Linked DNA regions of Sus scrofa: region 2 is linked to region 1. A link is a contact called in public promoter capture Hi-C data. All regions are on one chromosome and are shown on one strand. Each heading gives the region's core, a stretch centred on a gene start, on an enhancer-like site or on the middle of the called end of the contact. The rest is flanking DNA. Distances are from core to core; before and after follow the strand shown. Region 1 holds the start of AKAP7 (A-kinase anchor protein 7). Region 2 overlaps EPB41L2 (band 4.1-like protein 2).

The links. Promoter capture Hi-C pulls out the DNA fragments that hold promoters and counts their contacts.
Region 2: a promoter capture Hi-C map of liver shows a contact between it and region 1, with 6 times the contacts expected there. The contact joins the enhancer-like site here to the promoter of AKAP7 in region 1. A contact is called at or near these places in 4 of 5 promoter capture datasets (fetal skeletal muscle, liver and skeletal muscle), 24 of 47 Hi-C or Micro-C datasets (adipose tissue, alveolar macrophages, blood and 13 more) and 2 of 2 datasets of contacts at active chromatin or transcription factors (alveolar macrophages and skeletal muscle).

Annotation. Positions count from the first base shown.
Region 1 is chr1:32,360,448-32,363,476 of Sscrofa11.1, reverse strand. AKAP7 (A-kinase anchor protein 7) reads left to right here and starts at 1,324. Exons shown (of 9, transcript XR_002342908.1): 1 at 1,324-1,731.
Region 2 is chr1:32,576,706-32,579,583 of Sscrofa11.1, reverse strand. EPB41L2 (band 4.1-like protein 2) reads right to left here. Exons shown (of 18, transcript XM_021088293.1): 9 at 2,375-2,527; 10 at 1,669-1,766. Among named protein-coding and RNA genes, the nearest start is that of SMLR1, 130 kb to the left of the region's middle. Within about 2 kb of position 1,388, at least 19 of the 83 cell types and tissues checked have an H3K27ac peak or open chromatin away from gene starts, as enhancers often do. A contact at or near this core is called in adipose tissue, alveolar macrophages, liver and 3 more, where this site is marked.

The sequences.
Region 1 (3,029 bases), core at 75-2,574:
GTCAACCAAACACTCAACTTGGTAGAATTATTTTACAACCAGATTAACGAGCTTTATGACTAGTTGTATAGGGTCTTTCTGCCAACTATTGGGGTTGTGCGCAAGTCCTTGCTTCCATGTTCAGTATAGGATGCATTCAAGATAAGGCAAGTGCTATCATTCCCAAGATAGTCTCTATTAATTTGTTGAAAGATGAATCTACTTTTCCTTGCTGATTGGCTTCTTTGCACTTAGAAAACTCCAGAAGAATTTGCTTTTAAGGGCCGCACCTGCAGCATATAGAAATTCCCAAGCCAGGGGTCTAATCAGAGCTGCAGCTGCAGGCCTACGCCACAGTCACAGCAGCCTGGGATCTGAGCTGCATCTGTGACCTACACCACAACTCACTGCAACACCAGATTCTTAACCCACTGAGCGAGGCCATGGGTAGAACCTGAATCCTCATGGATACTAGTGGGGTTCTTAACCTGCTGAGCCACAAGGGGAACTCTTCCAGTAGAATTCTGATCCAAGATCAAAAGGTTTTGTTTTTCTTTTTAAGGCAGCACCTGCAGTATATGGAACCTTCTGGGCCAGGGGGGTTGAAATGGAGTTGCAGCTGCAGGCATACTCTAGAGCAACACTGGATCCCAGCTGCATCTGAGATCTATGCCACAGCTTGCCTCCAACACCTGATCCTTAACCCATTGAGTGAGGCCAGGGATTGAACCCCCATTCCCACGGAAATTATGTCGTCTTCTTAACCTGCTAAGCCACAATGGAAATTCCCAAAGTTTCTTTTTTTTTTTTTTTAAGTAAAATTTTCCCCCTAGTTGTCAGTCCTTTAATATGCAACCACAAATAGCTGCTTTCCATTTAATTTCTAGGCATGAAACCAGGGTTAAAAATTTGAGACACTGCTACAACTTGGCTTTTTTTTTCCTTTTGGCCGCACCCCAGGCACATGGAGGTTTCTGCACCAGGGATCAAACCAGCGATCCAGATGTGACCTGCAACAAGGTCAGATCCTTAACCCCCTACGCCACAAGGGAACTTTGGCTTTTTTTTTTTTCCTTTAGTGCAAAGTAAAGATCTAATTATACAAACTGACAAGGTCTCATTCCTGCACATCTCGCTCTTTCCAAGTATTTTATAAGCAGAACGCTGTGTTTTGAAAGCTCTTTGCAAAACCAAACACATGGATTCTCAGGAGAACCCAGACCAGGGAGTTCCTTCTTTAAGGGCCCAATCTCACCCCCTCCGCACGGGAAGGAAAGGCCGGGCACTGGGAAGAACTGAGCGCAGCGGAAGACCTTAGAGGTCCCCGGCGGGGGCGGGGCAAGGAGGGGGCGGAGCGTCGCCGGGCAGAGAGGAGCCCTCTTCTCTCCCTCGCGCAGTAGTTGCGGCTTCCCCCGCCTCCCTCGCTCGCGGGAATCCGGGTACCGCGGCCACATCGGGTCGGCCCCTTCCACTCCCTCCGGGCGCGCGGCCTGGGCATGCAGCTCCTGCGGGGATTGAAGATCTGGGGGCTCGGCGCCTCCGCAGGCCTGGTCGCCGCGGCCCGAGCCCCCGCCGCCTGCCGCGGCCACCGCCCCCCGCTCCGCCCCAGCGCGCCGCCGCCCGGCCCCCAGCCCCGCCCCGCCTCCCGCCTCCGCCCCGCGCCCAGTCCCTGGCCGCAGCGCCCGGCCGCTGTCGCCGGCTGCAGAGGCCTGCCGCCCGCTAGCGCCGCCACCATGGAGCACCCCGGAGCCGGTGAGCCCGGGCGGCCGAGCGGGCCGGGTGGGGCGACTGGAGCCTGGAGGCGTGGGCCCCGCTCGGCCTCGGGGAGGGCTTGGTCTCTCCCCCAGACCTTGCAGCGCGACCCTGAGCCTGCCCTGCTCCGGGGCTCCTCTCCCGGCTCAGCGCGGGACTCAGTGTAGCCTCGAGAAAGCCGTGCACTGGGGGTGTGATCAGTGCCTGCAAGCAAGGCTTTCAGTTAGTGCACGCACTGCTGCTGCCACAGAGGCCGGGGGTGTTTCACCTTTGAAACACCCTAAGTTTCGCACCCTAAATTTCGCTTTCGTTTTCCTTTCTGAGTTTGTGACCTTTCGGAAAGTTCATGCCAACGCACACCCACCGACAGTGTTTGTGTGGCCAGCAAAACCTAGAAAAACTCCACTTTTATACTTTATCAAAATTAAAGACCTGAACCACCACTTTTAGGATTTCCTGCTAGGATTTTATTCTAAGACCCCTTTAAACTGGCGCCAAATCTGCGGTAGGGCCGGGAATTAATTTCTAGTTTAAGTCAGCATTTCCTGTGAACTGAACTTTGTGGGTAGAGCGAGGGTTAGAGGCCGAACTTTTGGTGAAAGGGACCAACAAACCGGTTAGAGAAAAGGTGCTCTTCCGTGAGATTTTTGTAGTATAAACGCTTAAAAAGGTATAAAAGGCGTGAAAATGTTATACAATAGTTTACAAGAGTTAAGAGAATGGAAAAGCGAAGACCTTGTAGGTGGATGCTGAGAGCGGGAGTTTTGAGATGGATGCGGTTACCGAAGTGAACGCATAGGGGGTTGTCAAAGAGAAAGGTTTCACATCCCGGTGTCTTGAGTGCTTTTAGTGTATGGCCAACGTTCGAATCCTGATGATGTGCCTTTAAGATGTTTGTTTGTCTTCTTACATTTCATTTCGGATATTATTGGCTTATTTTGTGTATTTATAGTGATTTGGATTGTACTTTTGTTCTCTTTCTCGTTCATTTTTTAAACGATGTGGAAACCAAAACATGGAGGTCAGGTGACTTGTTGATTATCACCCAGCTCAATATTTCTCCAGATGTAAGATGTTTCTATTTTTAGTAGCTAGGCCAAGACCAGCATGAATGATGGGATTAACCCTTTCCACTGGCTCTTGGGAAGTCTCCCTGCTGTATACCTAGTCGAGTGAATTGAAGAGAATCTTGCCTAATAAAGTTGTACTTTGTTATCCAAATAGGAAGCTTGCATTTTGTGTGACAAAGGATGAAGTATCCTTGTTTTCCCCTATTGGTCTGTGACAAAATCATTTTC
Region 2 (2,878 bases), core at 139-2,638, 220 kb before region 1:
AGGGAAGGGACATAAAGTATCAATTACATAAGATGAATAAGCTCTAGGGATCTGCTATATAGCACTGCCCCTATAAGTAAGAAAACACTGTATACTTAAAATTTGTTAAGTGATCTCACCAGAATAAAATTATTTAAAAAGAAAAAAAAAAAAAAGACTAGAGGCAAAGAAGAGAGCGATATGGGGGCATCTGGCATCCTTCTGTAGGTTTGCTTCAGTTGTCTGTATTTCAACCGAAGGCCATATCTTCCCAGGATGAGCAGCTCCATGAGGATTTTCTCTTATTTCCAGTTTACAAAAAATATAAATCCAAGAAACACAAAGAAAATATTTTAAAGGCAGATATAAGTCATAATGCAAAAGAAGGAACGTCACTAACCAGATGATTTTTTTTTTTATGTTAAATGGCGATAAAGTACTTTCTTGCCCAACTGGCACTGGTGACCACATACACAAAATATTAGCTTGCAGATTATACTTTTCTGATCACAAAGAAATCCTTAAGCAATTAAGCTACAATTAAATAGAAACAGATAGCAAGACCAAAAAGGATTGAACATCAACATATATAAGCGATCTCTAAAAGAATTTTTTTGGCAGTTTAAGTCAATGGCAATATGAATACATTTTTATAAGGCAATAGAGGCCAAGCAGCAAACATTTCAGTACTATCACTTCAAGATCATGCAACAATTATTTCCATTTGATATTATTTTTATTTTCCACATCAGACCCTATGTTCAGAGAATAACATCCAAATTACCACAAGGCATCTATCATTCCACTTTGAGGAATTTAAAAGCCACAATAGGGACTAATTATCACAGAGGATTAAAGGCCTCAAGCAAGATGATCTAAGTAATGATGTGTCACAAAGGAATTCAGCTTTTACGTATTTTACTGCTTAAGAAGTAGGTTTATTAACATTTTAATTTTACAAAAACCCCTGCCATTATAAATCACATATAATTAATGTTTATCTATAGAAAACAAAAGAACATTGAAAGAAAACCCACAGATCAATTACCAAAGTCAATCAAATATTTAACAAGTGCCATGAGTTTCCATAAAGCTCCCTAGAAAGCAGCTGATGACACTAATTCACTTGGGATTACTCTGGATTTACAACGCCAAGTTTAACTGGCAGTACATATCAAGCTAGAAGAATCTCACATTAATCTTGTTTACACACCATCCACAACAACAACAAAAAAAAGCACTGAGAAAATACAAGAAAGCAAATCCCCTGGGGAGGTCAGGACACAGAACTAATCCAGGATGAGCAGGCTGGCAGGCTGACATGCAAAAAGGACAGGGGTTGAGGGGGTTAAAACACTTTTGACAAAGCAGCAAAGGGGCGGGGCAAGTTGATAGAGAAACCAAGTGAAACAGAAAGTGAGTGGTGGTGGGAAGAATGGGGTGGGAGAGGGTGGAGGTGGAGTTTTGGACCACTGCAGACACAGATCAGTTCGAAGCAACGATGAGCATGGCCAGACGACAGAAAGAGACACACAAATGAACTGCAGACAAAGGAGATCTGACACTGGGGAGAGCAGAACATAAAGCAGGATGTGGCTGTGTCTGCCACCCCACCCAATGCCACCTCCTAGGATCTAGAGGGTACGGATGGTTGCTCTCAGGAATCCCACGCTGTTTTCCCCAAATTACCTGTAGAAAGTATGATGTTCCACGCACACTTTCCATAATCTTTTCGCTGCCCGATGGTTGGGCAGTTTAAATCCAATAGTGCTCTCAAACTGTTCCAGCTGGAAAAAAAGCCGTATAACAAATCAGCACATTTCCTTAAGAATTGATTAGAAGCTACCGAAAAACACAGAATCAGAGATTTTACTAAGAAGTGACTGTTCTTGAAAACGGTCATTATGAGTATAGCTAACACGATGACACAAAATGGACTTTTCGCAGACTGCAATACTAGCGTCTCTGAAAAGCAAGGATGGACTACTGACATAAACCAGCTACCCTTCAAGGTCCACTGAAACTCATTCTACCACCTCCCTATTGATCTCCACCATTAGCTGGTTCAAAAGGAAAAGAAAAACAAGCCCCCACGATGAAGCAGGCACTTACCAATTCTTCTTTTCTGTGAAATTGTGACTGTGGCTTGTTTTTAATGAACAACTATATATGTGTGTGTGTGTGTATTATATATAAATATACACATATATACACGTACATATACATACATATACATATGCAAGTTTATCATCAAAAACCCTGAATTTTTTTTTTTTAACCCTGAAAGAATAAATAGTTCATTTTCTTAAAATTCAATGAAAGGCACTCCGGTAGCTCAGGGCCATAAAGGGGAGCACTGACAAAACCTTACGAGATGTGCGAGCACCTTGCTTACCTCCGCTGGCCTAACTTTAATGTAGAAGTTACTGCGCTTATAGGAGATTTTCAAGATTTTCGGCCAAGCAAAACGATTGATTCTCAGTCTGTCTTTGTAGATGAGGAGCCCGTTAGCACACACGCCCAGCTTGATGTCCACGCCTTCCGAGTCCTGTCAAGCATAAGCCATTTGACCGCAGTTAGAGCTGCGAAAGTTATACAGAAGAGGAAGCCAGCTGTCCCCCTCAAATCATAGTCAGGAGGGCCATTTCACAGGTCTGTATTTAAATTTCAATAGTCTCAAATTTAGATATTCATCTGAAATCTGAATGACATATATTAAATCCAGACATTCGTCTTGAGGGGTTGGATTTGAGGTGCAGCAACCTGACTGCAAGACACAATAGTCTTCAAAAAGCTTAATGCAATACGCTCTCATTGGGCTGTAAGAGGTAAAAGGGAGGAAAGGAAACAGACTTTGAGACGTCCTGAAGATATGGGAGATAAAAACGTGTTTTCCGAG